Linked DNA regions of Zea mays: regions 2 and 3 are each linked to region 1. The links are chromatin contacts, called in public Hi-C maps. All regions are on one chromosome and are shown on one strand. The core of a region is the stretch at or near the end of the contact, and the rest is flanking DNA. Distances in the headings are between cores, read along the strand shown.

The links. Hi-C and Micro-C count contacts between places; a contact is called where the count stands out from the background.
Region 2: a contact with region 1 is called in a Hi-C map of endosperm, with 1.6 times the contacts expected there. The contact joins the enhancer-like site here to the promoter of LOC103643454 in region 1. A contact is called at or near these places in 4 of 25 Hi-C or Micro-C datasets (ear, endosperm, leaf and 1 more).
Region 3: a Hi-C map of bundle sheath shows a contact between it and region 1, with 5 times the contacts expected there. The contact joins the promoter of LOC100304411 here to the promoter of LOC103643454 in region 1. A contact is called at or near these places in 10 of 25 Hi-C or Micro-C datasets (bundle sheath, ear, leaf and 3 more).

What each region holds. Positions count from the first base shown.
Region 1 is chr1:236,866,241-236,870,758 of Zm-B73-REFERENCE-NAM-5.0, forward strand. LOC103643454 reads left to right here and starts at 2,575. Exons shown (of 1, transcript XM_008666642.3): 1 at 2,575-4,518. The coding sequence starts at 3,135. The coding sequence ends at 4,457. It overlaps LOC100277602 (MATH domain containing protein), which reads left to right. Exons shown (of 7, transcript NM_001151115.1): 3 at 8-215; 4 at 371-540; 5 at 640-937; 6 at 1,070-1,245; 7 at 1,366-1,701. The coding sequence ends at 1,514.
Region 2 is chr1:236,624,768-236,629,285 of Zm-B73-REFERENCE-NAM-5.0, forward strand. It overlaps the pseudogene LOC100274809. Among protein-coding and RNA genes, the nearest start is that of LOC100282510, 29 kb to the left of the region's middle. Within about 2 kb of position 2,579, at least 18 of the 20 cell types and tissues checked have an H3K27ac peak or open chromatin away from gene starts, as enhancers often do. A contact at or near this core is called in ear, endosperm, leaf and 1 more, where this site is marked.
Region 3 is chr1:237,101,551-237,106,068 of Zm-B73-REFERENCE-NAM-5.0, forward strand. LOC100304411 (putative protein of unknown function (DUF640) domain family protein) reads left to right here and starts at 2,033. Exons shown (of 1, transcript NM_001165847.1): 1 at 2,033-3,373. The coding sequence starts at 2,466. The coding sequence ends at 3,107.

The sequences.
Region 1 (4,518 bases), core at 1,325-3,824:
CTCCCAGGTCGACCCAACCATGGCAAGAACCAGAAATCAGCAAAGGTCGCGGCAATTCCATGTACTCCGGCAGCGCAGGTAGGTCGTGGTGCTGCCTCTTCTGAAATGGAAGAGAAGAGCAGCTTCATTTGGCAAATCGATGGCTTCTCCTCGCTTCTTGACAAGCAAGAAGGATGGACCAACTCCGGATATTTTAAGATCAAGGACCTTAATTGGTGATCTTCCATACTGTGCCTTCGCCTTAGTTTTACAAGCTGTCGCAAAGCTATATTTTTCAAATCCGCGCAGTTTTATGCAACGCCAATGCATGCATATCTGTGCAAACATCTGGTGAGCAGTGTTTCATCTCTTTGTTTTGACCTGTTTGCAGGTACTTGCAGTTGAACCTGAAGGACCGGAAGAGTGGCGACGAAAGAGAATACGTCTCTCTTATCCTCGTGCTGTCAAAAACTTCTGGTCTGGAACCCGACACCATTGTCGAAGCATCGTTCAAGCTCTTGATATACGATCAAGCATACGGACGACATAGCGAACATGAATGTAAGATTCAAATCACATGCTAACCTGGTAGGCTAGCTGGTATAGGTACATGGAATGGAACTCTACTAAGTTGATGGCCGCACTGTACGTTTGCTTTAGTTAGCCACAGATTCCAGACTACAGAGAGCAGCAGGAGCTCCGGGATCTCATGCATGATCCTCGTCTACACACTCAAGGAACCCTCCTCCGGTTTCATCGTTGGTGACAGCTGTGTCTTCGGAGTGGAGCTCATCAAGTTCACCACTGCTAAAGTCAAGGACGGTTCAGGAACGCTGCATGTTCAGAAGAGAATTGGCTTCTGTAGTGCCCGGGAGGCCTACACCTGGATCATCAATGACTTCTTAAGCCTGAAGGGGCGGTGCTACTCACCGGAGTTTGAGATCGGTGGACACAAATGGTACCACATACTTGCATAGTACTACTAATAAGATACATAAGAAATATAAATACTCACTTTAATGATAAACCCTAAGATGCAAGTATCAACTTGTCGACAGTTCATGATGCACTAACTCCTGTGATCCTTCAGGTACCTGACCATGTACCCTTCTGGCACTGGCATCGACGGTGATAAGGAAATTCTCTCCCTCTACCTGCATATGGCCAAGCCAAACGGAGACGCTTCCCTCCAGAACTCTGGGGTGCTTGTAGAAGTCAGTCTGTCCATCAAAGACAAGGTGACCAGCAATCGCAAAACAATGACAGGTTTGTCACTCGTACTTGCTCCTGATGTAACATGATCCAGATGTTCGGACCGATACGATTGTTTATGTGGTTGTTTCCCCGATTCCGCTGTGTGTGGATTTGGGAAATTCGTGCGTCCAGGCCGGTGCCAGCTCCAAGCGACGGAGGGCGAAGGCTGGGGATGGTCAAATTTCATGGCGACGAAGTCTGTGAAGGACTGGTACCTTGTGAAGGGCAGCTGCTTAATCGAGGCAGATGTTGCCATTCTTGGATCGTCCAAGATGAATTAGGGATCATACGACTCTCTACTTTTGTGCGTGTGCCGAGCCAATAATGGAATTGTGCAGCGTTAGACCTTATCTGTTTCATCCCTAAATCATAGTGATTAGGAAGGATTGGAGAGGATTGAGGAGAATTTTGACTGTTAGGAAATTTAATCCCCTTAATCCCTCCTAACACCCTTGCTTTAGGGGGTAACAAAAAGGATTTGACTACTATACTTTTAGGGTATAATATACCAGTAACTATTTTATGTGAAGCATGCACAAAAACGTAAGTGATTTAGTGGTATTGTGTCATTTACCCGGTGTGTAGAGTGGATCATAGGTAGTGCTTGGTTTTGGAGTAGGTAGTGTTTGGTTTTAGAGTATGGTGGGATAGAGCCACTTTATTCATAATTTGTTGTTATTTGGATTGGTTCCATTTGGAACAGAGTGATTCTAAAAAAAAAGAAAATTATAATCAAATGGTGAACCATCCGGCTACATAAAATCTACCCACTTCATCTCAACTGGCTCAGAACCAAACACTATAGTGAGGAATTGAGTGGAAAGATCCATAAAGTCCCCGCGTTGAGTTTGTGTTCTGCCCTTACGGCCTTACCTGTGCTTTGGCGGCGGCCTTCTCATCCCTAGCGCCCCTCTCTTCCCCGTCGATGGCTGTGACCTAGCTAGTGTCGAAGGCCATGATGAAAACTTCTGCCTAACCTTCTCATGAAGCTGAGTAGTGGTAGAGAAAGTTGCATGATGCTTGCTTCTAGTTGTTGGACATAAAGACTGAGAGTTCCTCTCTTGCTCCTAGACTCCTAGCTGTGATCAAAAGTAAGTTATGTTATTCGGTGTCCCATCTTGCTTCTCCCGAGGTTGGCTTTTTCTCAGTTGTGTCTTTTGGTTGCTATTACAGGTTAAGCTATGTCCCAACTTAGTTTCTCATCCTTCAAGCCACCATTGGTGGTTCTACGAAGGATTTTGAAGTTGTTCTTCTCGCTACTTGAGTGTTTTGGTTTTCATATCGCCAAGCTGTGTTCTTTTGTTTGTTCTTCCTTCAAAGTCTACTTCATTCCATCTCTAGAGTAACGGAGGTCCTCATTGGTTTCAAGAATGGAACACTTAATTATTGGAAGATGAAACTTCATGGACAAGTTGTCTCACATCTCCAATCTGGTTAGGCCAAGTTTTTTTTTGCTGATGTGGTAAAAAAATTAACCCCTTACTAGCCACAACCGAATTCGCTTGCTACCGTGAAATTTGAGAAAAAAAGTGATTTTATGAGATACTTTTTTTTTCAAGAGGATCGTGATTCTCACCACTGACAATATCCAACGTTGTACCCAAGGCCGCAACAACCCTCCTTGAGGTCCATGTAATAGGTTACTTGCTCTCACCGGACGGCCAATGACTCTAAAATTTAGAAGTTGAAGTCTAAAATTCAAATTTTAATGTTTTTACATATAAAAAGGAAAAAAGTTACCTCAGGTCTCATCCTAGCATTTAGCCCAACTAGAGCCCACACCAAGCCCAACATCAAGCCCAAACCCACGTTTCCAGTCCACTTCGTCATGCGCGTCAACCTCCGTCCCGAATTCCCCGTTCGCTCACCTAGCTGAACGCCGATCCACGGTACGCCGCGTCATGCCTGCCGCCGCACCGCACCCACCGCCGGCGAGCCTGGACGCGCGCACGGGCGGCCGCATCCTGCGCCGCGCGGCGGGGCATCTCCTTCACCCAGCATCCCTCCCGCCACTCCTCCTCGCAGCGCTCCTCCTCCTTCTCTTCCGCTCCGCTCTCCTGGCCGGCACGCTCCGCCTCGCCTCCTTCGCGGACCGTGACCCGGCCCTCCGCTCCCTTCTCGCCCGCCTCTCCCCTCCCAACACGCCGTCGCCGCCGCCTCCCCCGCACCACCTCCCACGGCGCCGCTCGCCGTTCACCTCCCCCTCGTCCTCCCTCTCCGACGACGATATCCTAGTCAGCCCCCTTGATCCCGCTGCCTCAGCCCCCTCCCGCCGCCGCAACGCCTCCTACTACCATGTGCTAGTCACCTCCTACTCCGCCGCGCCCAAACCCTATCCGTTGCCGCTCCCCAACCCGCTCCCGGCCTCCGCTTCCCCCTTCTTCCTTGCCGTCTACAATGAGACGGCGCCTCCGAAGCCCGCCTCGCCGCTGGGCAGAGAATTCGGTTTTCTTGCCCTGACCAGGCGCGACGCAGCGGCCATCGTCAACCTCCTCGCGCTGCTCTCCTCCGCACATATCTTCGCGATCCTTGGCTACATCGCCGTGCACTCCGCCGCGCTGGGCGCAGTGTTTGCGTCCGTGGCGGGGCACCACGTACCTGGGCGGCGTCTAGTGTTCCTCCTCACCTGTGCTGCGAGGGGCGCTAAGAGACTCACAGGGTTCACGTTCCTGCGGTGGGCCACGCGGGACGCCGTTGTGCAGATGCTCTGCCTCTGGTTCTTTGCGGATGTGCACGATCAGGCCCAGCTGTTCAGGCTCTTTGTGGTCGCCAAACTGATGCCATTCTCCACATCCGTTAACCCGTGGCTTGGTGCAGTCGTTGCAGGCCCAGAGCTCGATGGTTTCTTTGTTGCCTGGGCTGTTCTTGATGCAGTGGTGTCAGTTTTGTTCACTGTGGTGCCTTGGGTGGTTGTCATGGACCGTGATCCACGGCCGCCTGGGCACAATGCTGTGAAGGAAGGGTGCTATCTTGTGTCTCTGATGGCAACTGATGCCACATTTCTCAAGTGCTGGGAAACAGTTGTGTGTGGCAGCATGGGGCGGCTCATCATGGTGACATTCGGCGGAAATGTTTTTGGTGGATTTCTGCATTCAATTGCGCAGGTCTACTTCATGGTGGTATGGCTGCTGTTCTACTTTGCAGCAAGGAGTAAGGAGGTGAGGATGGGTGGTCGTCAGTTTGGACTGGAGGATGTTGCAGCTGCTCTTGATGGATTTAGGTAGTGTCCAGTTGTCGATTGCCACTTGGATCATCATTACTTGAAGAGAAGTATATTCATGGCCC
Region 2 (4,518 bases), core at 1,329-3,828, 240 kb before region 1:
ACAACAAAAAACTAATGTAGCAGCATCGGGAGATCAGATGAAGATGTACACTCATCAGGATATCAGATGAAAGAGAACACGCCATTAATGAATTGAAGGTAAAGGTGGTTATGCTTAAAGATTATCCCAGTATATGCTGTTTAAAAATATGCAGGCATGGCACAAAAGTGTAACTAAATCATTTGTTGCAGAAGAAATTATTAGATGCAGTTACTATGGCACACTATTAGACAATAAAAAGAAGCAACATAATTGAAACATGACTATATAAGTACTGAGATTTGCTCAAACAAAATTGTGATTTTGTCAAAGAGCTCAACTAAGTTTCTCAAGGTAACTGAGATGGTCTAAATCGGATAATTTCTTTGGCTACTAAATCATTTTTGTGAACCTGAAGTGAACGAAGCAAGTTAAAATAGAATCGGTCAGCACAGCAGATCACATAGCTTCCAAGGTCAAACTCGATCAGCTAATTCAAAACTATTGCTAAGCAGCTATAAGCCAACACAAACGTTTTGTGCACTGACCCTACTTGAGATGCAAATCTTGAATCAACACACGGAAAGCTACACACATGAGGGAGGGAGGGAAAGGAAAGGACACTTCACCTCGTGGTCGCAGTTGACGAACTCCTGCTCCGAAAGCACCTCCAACTTGCCAGTTGTGAGGTAGTGCGCACCCTCCAGCACTCCCAACGCGCTGAACGACCAGCAGGATCCACACGAACCCTAAACAGCAGCCCTAGAAAAGAATTTCAGGAGAAAAGAGCAAATAGATCGATGTGAAAGGAACGACTCCGATCTTTGGATCCATGGTCACCAGATTTGGCAGAAAACGACCTAGTTCTTGATGGGCCCGACGACGATGTGGTCCCTCCAGTCAAAGTCGTCTGGGAGGCCATCAGTGGGGAGCACGGGCGCTTCATGCGCCAATTCCGCGAGCTCTCTGAGAAGCGCGCGCTAGAACTTACGAATGCCAAGGTAGGGTGTGGGATCTGGGCGCCGAGGGAGGGGGACGGGGCTGGGGCCCAATGCAGGATTGAACTCCACCTCCCGCTACCGGGACAAACACGAGCACGGACCACATCGTGTTGGCCACAGCGAGGGGATCTGGCGGCGCCGCCGACGCAACACGGTGGAGCACGGACCGAGCCATCCCTGCGCATGCATTGAGACGCGAAGGGGGGCGTTACCATTGGCTGGACGGGGAAGAAGAGAGGAGCCAGGGGGCGCCACAACCGCCGGCTGGACAGGGAAGAAGAACGTGGATCCAGGGCGGTGCAGGCGTCAGTTTCTTCTCCCAAGGACTGCTGCGACGACGGCAACTTCTCCGATACCGGCGATGACGCGTGCTAAACACACAAGACTCATGCGGAAGGTGGGGCAAGATCTCGAGGAGGAAGAGGGCGAGAGAGAGGAGTGGGGACTGGGGAGCGAGTGGAGAGAATGGAGGCGAGAGAGAGGTGTGGGGAGCGAGTGGAGAGAATGGAGACCGAGGCAGATGCCTAGGAAGGGGCGGTCCCTTTGGATGTACTCACGGAGTGCGTCGGCCATGCCCGTCCTGTTGAGGACGTCCATGGCGGAGCCGAAGGCGCCGACACCGGGAAAAAACGAGCCGTTCCGCGGCGACGATGTCCTCCGGGCTCTGCACGTCGCCGATGTCGAAGCCGAGGTAGCGAATTGCGTAGTGGAACTCTCCTCCGGGCTCTCCACGAGCTGACCGAGCGGTTGGGCGCGACGTCGTGCGGAAGAAGACTGCTGCGGTGGAGTATGGGCCGCCCCAAACGTATGGGCCGCACCAAAATTTCAGCCCAGAGCGCCGGTACTGCTGTGGTGTTGTGTCTTGCAAAAAAAAATTAGTACCATACTGGCTAGTAAAGGAGACATAGAGCGGCTTATAAGCGTTGGCTCGGACGCAACAATAAGAACTCTGTTGTTATGTGTTTAGTGGCTGAACTATCTAGATTCAACTCGTGAGTACGTGTAAATTTTTGCTGGCCCTGGGGGCGCACGTAGATGGCAGAACACGTAGACGGCAGAACGGCAGAACACGTCAGAGGCAGACTACTATTGCTTACTTAATAAGTAGTAGAGATTGCAAACTCCAGTCACCGACGTGAGAGCGGTGGCTGATGCTGATAGCTCAGAGTAAATTCTTAGCGCCATCAGCCAGCCTGTGCCATTGACGGTTTTATGAAGAAGAGAACACGTATTCCTTTTCCAGATACAGGGGACTCCTAAACTCTGCTCATCGAAAGCAGACACACATTCTGACCCTTGAACAGGAGCAAAACAGAAAGGTATGGAATGGCATGTGGCACTTCATTTTCCCATGCTTTAATTGCTATCGCTGAATACTTGATGGTGCACCAGGATATACAGAAAATTGTTCCTATTAGTAAGAGCTGTGTACCACACAGTACAATCATAGATCTGTAGTTAGTTAGATATTACAAAAAATATATAATAATGTGTGGTTATGTATCTAAAAGATAAGACAGTTATAAGGCCTGATAATGGGTCAGGATCCAACCCCCAACCCCACTCCAACCGTATCGGCTATTTGGGACTGAGCCCAATACCACTCTAACCCATACTGATTTTATTCAGCTCTATCCGATCCACCTCTGATCCGTTTCGACTCCACGGGCTGATCCTACTCTATTAAATGGCCATCACAGCAAGCGTTGCCCACCAGACAAGTAAGCAAAGGGCCTTGTTTGGATAAAGAGAGATTGAAGTGGATTGAAGTGTATTTTAGGGATTGAAAGGGAAATTAGTTTATATTACACTTCAATACACCTTATACCACCTCAATCCACTCCAATCCAAAATTATCCAAACAAGCCCTAAGTATATGAATCCGTGGGCTCTCGCATGTGAATTAAGCAGCCGCACTACAAATTCATTAGGGCTTGTTTGGTCGCGTGGGACTTGGAGAGGATTCTTACCTCCAATTTATCATGCAACCAAACGAGCCCTTACCGTGTTGAATAGTGCATGGCTGCACAAAAAACTATATGACATGAGAACAATTATATTTTTTTCTTCTAAAAAACAGAAAACGCACAAATATGGAGTTCATCAATTATTACAAATATACATCACAAGACATTATAGAATCAACCTATGAAGCACGAATGAATTAGGGATCTCAACACAGTCAACAGCGCTTGTCATTTTTCTTCTTTTTGCCAGGGATTGAACCGAGGAGCAACAATTTTCTTTTCACACATTGCACTCATCAACAAAGGGGTTACCGATCAATCAATGGTCCTAACATGGCTTCCAACAAACTTTATAGAAAGCCCACAAAACCCTTAAACAAACACATCAGCAGATGTACTCACTGGACACTCGTATGTAAACCTACTGTCAACGAATATGAAAACAGCGCCTTCAGCGGTATTATCACTAGGACAGCCCAACTGTTAATTGTGATTAGAAGGTTTGATCCTCAGAAAGAGCGTTGTGCGCATAAGATACCACAAAATAGGAAGTAATCACCAGCTAATTAAAAGGTCGTGTAGAACACTATACGTGGTGAGTTGGTACCTATTACAGATTTATAGGGAAAAAGAAACTAAAACAACTAATATGCCACACATGACACACAGGTGTTCGTGCGAAAACACAGATCAATGCTATAAAATGGAACTGCTCTACGATAAAAGTTCAGACAGCTTGCCATCTACGAATTGTACAGTTCTTGACAAAGTTCTTCTATCCAGGAATACAGGGCATGAGCTACCAATCAAGGAAAACACAAATAGCTCTAGAACTGCTAATTTTATAGTCATCAACCAATTCTGTACAAGAGTGCGGCTACATATTTATCCTGTATAGCAAGAGTGTCAGTACAGCTACAAGTAACACAACATGTGCAGGAAAAACTCATGAGATGTGCGAGGACTGCATGAGGCAGTGGCGGACGCAGAACAAAATTCTAGGTGGGGCCGAAAGTGCAAGAGACAAATCACCAGACTAGACCATAAATATAGATTAATGATAATATCTAGTGTTTCCAAAATGATATGAATACCAAAAAACTTTTTTGGCTACCAAAAGGAGAGCTAGAGAGAAAAAAAATAGGTGCACTGACTGAGGACGAGGCACTAGGGCGGAGCAGCCGCATCGGCGCGTCGTTCTGGCGAGTCATCGAAATTGTCGTGAGATGGTGTTGGTGAGACGACGACAGCTAGGAGGAGCGAGTGCAGGAAGCAAGGTAGCGATAGATGACGGTGACGGCAAGCGACACCCATTGTCGTGTTGCAACGGCGCGATGGGACTCTAATGAGTCAGCGAGGGACAGGTGACGCCACGGTCCCACCAACAACTTGCCCATCTACTGGTGCGGACTAGGAGTCAAAATATCAACATTGTCTATAGGATCCTGACGAGACGACGAGCTGATGAGTGATGAGAAGGCAAGGTGCGCTGCAGCAGGCGGGTTAGGTCACCGACTTACTGGTCAGTCGATGATCGAAGAAGCGAGTGAGCCACAACTGGGCTTGCGCTA
Region 3 (4,518 bases), core at 783-3,282, 230 kb after region 1:
AAGATTGACTTCAGAGTTTCTAAGTCCGAAATAGCTCAAACCGGACCAAATAGAGGTAAAACTTGAAATATATGAACTAGCAATAGTTCTATACTTTGGATAAGTTCTAATTACTCCTAGGAACCTAATTGACACATCTAGAAGGGTTGAAAAAAATCAGATTCAACAAAACACTATTTTGGAGCTAGATTGAGCAGAAACAAGAATATGAGTTAGAGAAATCGGGATTATCCAAGTTCCCTAACTTACACTAGTTAGATTACCGCTAGATATGTTTATCTAAGTCTTAGGAACGCCCTCAAATTTAGCCAAATCAAATTGAAGAAAAAATAGACAAGTTTGTTAAAAAACGGTCCGAGTCTGGGAGCATCGGACTGGTCCGGTGTGCACTGGACCTCTTACGTAGAGAAGGCTAAAACTTGTCAAATGGCAGTTGGCTATCTAGACCGATCTGGTGGCGCACCGGACCGTTTATGCAGAGAGGACTGCAAATGGACATCTGAGCAGCGGAGGACCGGACCGGTCTGGTGGCATACCATACCTTCAGCATCCAATGACTCTCTTCCGATTTCAACGATCATTTGCTGACCTGGCAGGTCCAAAGTGCCACCAGACCAGTTACTATGCAACTGAATAGTTAGAACAGTAACCTACTACAACAGCTATCATGCGGCCCGGTGATGCACTGGACCGACACTGTAGGTGGATGGTAAAGTGCAGATTTGGTTGCTTTTTCACAATGGCCCTATGAAGTGGTTGGGGCCATAAATACCCCCTCCACCAACATTCAAGACACACAAGAGCTTCAACAAACTTGTATTTAATACTTGCAACAACTCCAAGCCTCCCAATTCCTCCCAAGTGCCAAATTCACCAAGATTGGGCTAGAGAAATGGTAGTGCCTTGTGGAGTGTTTCATTTGAGCTTGTTGCATTTGGTTCTTGTGTTCTTGGGTTTCAATCTCGTTCCCATCCCCATTCTCACACTTTGTAAAACTAGCAAGAGACACCAAATTTTGTGGTGATCCTTGTGGGACTTAGTGTCCTTTGACATCAAGAAGAAACACTCAACCGGTCTAAGTGACCGTTTGAGAGAGGGAAAAAGGGGAAAAGAGATCCGTCATTAGTGGACTCTTCAACAGGTAGTAGGTTTTACAAAACTGAACCTCGGGAAACAAATCGCCCGTATTCTTTGTGTTGACACTGTATTGTGATTTGTTTCTTCCTCTCCCTTCTCTCTTAGTTCTCTTGTTGGTGTTTGATTCTATATCATCTGAGTTGCTCCCAAAGTAATTCCACAATCAATTGAGCAACTCTAAGCAAGAAGAACATCTCTCCCTCACTCCGATTGTTCTAATTCTCGTTCTAACGCCTAACTGGGGTTCTAGTTGTTGTAATTGGTGATAAGTTTCATGTTTCTTCTATTCACCCCTCTATAGGCGACTTTTACAAACTTTGGCATATTTTCTTCAAGTTGATTTGGTTGTACATGAGGGTGTTCCTATGACTTATACATAGAGACATGCCAACTAGTCTAAGTTATGAATTTTGGCTGTTTTGAATTCTCTAACTAATATTCTGATTTTTGCTCAACTTAGCTCTAAAAGAGTGAAACTCTAATCTTGAGCTTTCCAACCTCTCTAGATAGATCAAATAGACTTATAGGGGTGTTTAGAACTTATCTAAAGTGTGAACTACTGTAAGTTTATATTCTCCAAGTTTTACTCATTTGGCTGGATTTGAGCTATTTTCTATTTAGAGTATAATCTTCAGTTCTCAGCGCCGCGTGCGAGTGGAGGGGCTAGATTTTAAAAACCGAGTCCGTACTAATGATATTTCACTTGTCACCGCCCCTACTACCATCGCAAAAAAACCTTCTTTTTCTCCCGTCACATCACCTTTCACTGCATACTGTCTCCTCCATCTCACGCATTCACCTGCAGTCCTGCACTGTGCCACAGCCCCTCCCCTTCTCCAATCTCGCCGCCAATTAATACTCGCCCCCTCCCTTCCATCCGCTCCTCCCCTCCCCTTCTCGCCAAGCTCAGCGCCGAGGCATGCTGTGAGCGAGAGCGATCTGTGCGGCGTCAGCTCCGGTGATCTTGGAGGCGCCGCTAGCAGCTTGGTGCCGCGGGCTGGCTGGTTGTCCGTCTGGCCGGAGCTAGCTACCTAGCTCTCGAGCGAGGAGAAGAGGGCGGGAGCCAACTGAAGTGAAGCGAAGCGAAGCGAGGCAAGTGTGTGCTGTACCAGTAGTAGTGGAGTGGTGGTCGCGAACACTATTTATAGCGCCCCGGCCCGCCCCAGCGTGCGGCGCTCTCTCTTCTCTCTCACAGGACCACGGTTCGCGCGCGCGGGCACCGACTCCGAAATAGATAGATCTCAGCTCAGCTCAGTTGGCACTTGCTCCGTCCGAAGCCCGCCCTAGCTGCTCTTCTTGCTGATGGTCGTCTCTTGATTGCTTGTCAGATGGACCTGGTGCCGCAGCTGGACAGCCCGCACTCGGACAACGGCGGCGGCGGCGGCAGCGGAAGCTTGGCGTCCGGGGCGCTGTCGCCGGGGGCATCGTCCGCAGGCACGGTGTCGGCGCTGGCGTCGCCGAGCCGGTACGAGTCGCAGAAGCGCCGGGACTGGAACACGTTCGGGCAGTACCTGAGGAACCACCGCCCGCCGCTGTCCCTTGCGCGCTGCAGCGGCGCGCACGTGCTCGAGTTCCTGCGCTACCTCGACCAGTTCGGCAAGACCAAGGTGCACACCGCCGCCTGCCCTTTCTTCGGCCACCCGGCGCCGCCGGCGCCCTGCCCGTGCCCGCTCCGCCAGGCGTGGGGCAGCCTCGACGCGCTCGTCGGCAGGCTGCGCGCCGCCTACGAGGAGAACGGCGGGCGGCCCGAGAACAACCCCTTCGGCGCGCGCGCCGTCAGACTGTACCTCCGCGAGGTCCGCGACCATCAGTCCCGCGCCAGGGGCGTCAGCTACGAGAAGAAGAAGAAGCGAAAGAAGGCCCCGCCGCACCCCGTCCCTGCCGCCGTCATCTCCTCCTCCCACGACGGCAACGGACACCACTACGAGCACCAGATGCCGCCGCCACCACCGCCCGGCGCAGCGGCTTGACTAGCCGGCCGGCCCCATGTATGCTACTACTACCACTGTACCACATGCACTACTGGTCGATCTCTCTAGCTAGCTGAAGCTCCTGTCACCGACTACTATATATGGAGTACCCATCTATCTATCTATAGTTATTGGCTTCTTGCTACTGTATATCTATCGATCGATCGATCGATCTGTAGTTATAGTTTAGCGCGCTGCCACTACTAGTACAAAGACAAACCCCCTGCTGCTGCTACAAATTACTTAGCCGGTTGCTCTTTCATATGATTTGCTGCTGGTATTGCTACTGGAACTACTACTGCTTCCTAATTAGATCAGTTGTCGATCTGATCATTTTCTAGCTTAACTGGTGACTACTATTTGCTGCTACTTTATTACTTAACTCGAGATTTTAATCAGCCAGCCGGCTACATCTCTACATAGGAGGAGGACAGATATTAACCCTCTTGTTTAGTTTCTAGCTTGCTGCTGATCTACCAGCTGCGTGCTCTTTGACTTTTGGAAGAGTTGAGATCACGGATGTTCTCATTCTTGTTCTTGGGGTCTCTCGGTGGTGGTGTGATGGGGTGAGTCATGTCAGTTTCTGTCGTCCTCGCGGCCGGGAATCAACGTGCTGTTGCTGCGGGCCAGGGATGGAGATGATGAGTGGGTTGGTTCGAAGGGCCATGGACTGCGCCGGGCGATTGCGTGTGGTGAGTTCCGGCGTCTGTGCCAGTCTACTGCTGGCGCGGCTGCTATTGCGGACTGCTACACTCTTTTGGGGCTCTTTTCCGTTTCTTTTAATGGCAATTCTTGTCCTTCTATAATACTACTACCATAACTGGCTAGGCTTGCCTGGTCATCTCTGCAAAGAAGATGCGCACGCACGGCCAATTAGAATGTGTGTACATATATGGTGGCAGCAGATTAATGCTGCCGGTACTATAGCTTATATATTATTGCCGTTTCTGCTTGTAGTTTGTGGCCTGTTTGAAACCCGAGAATTTGATGGGGTTCTGTATAAGATTATTTCATAAAATAAGAATGGGTTAGTTGCTCTCTGTACGAACACCTGTGCAAACAGTTCTCAAATGGGACCTTCAGCTAGCTTGTAGCAGCACTCATTTACTGAGCTGTGTGACTGTGAGTGCAGTCTGCGTTTCCTGCGTGGTTGCTGCTTTGGATCCTTTCTTTTCTTTTCTGCCGTACTCACGCTGACAAGAGAATTTGGAAGAAGAAGAAAAAAAAAACCATAACGCACATAAACAATCGAAGAAGAGATTAAGAGAAAATAAGTACTATACATTAGGAAACGAGAATAATAACTATTTTAATATAAACTTTGAAGCTGTTTTATTTTATAACCGCGGAGGGGGAGCGTATACTCTTCGTGCCTTTTACAGGTTTTGTCAGGATGCATTGCATGCTAGCT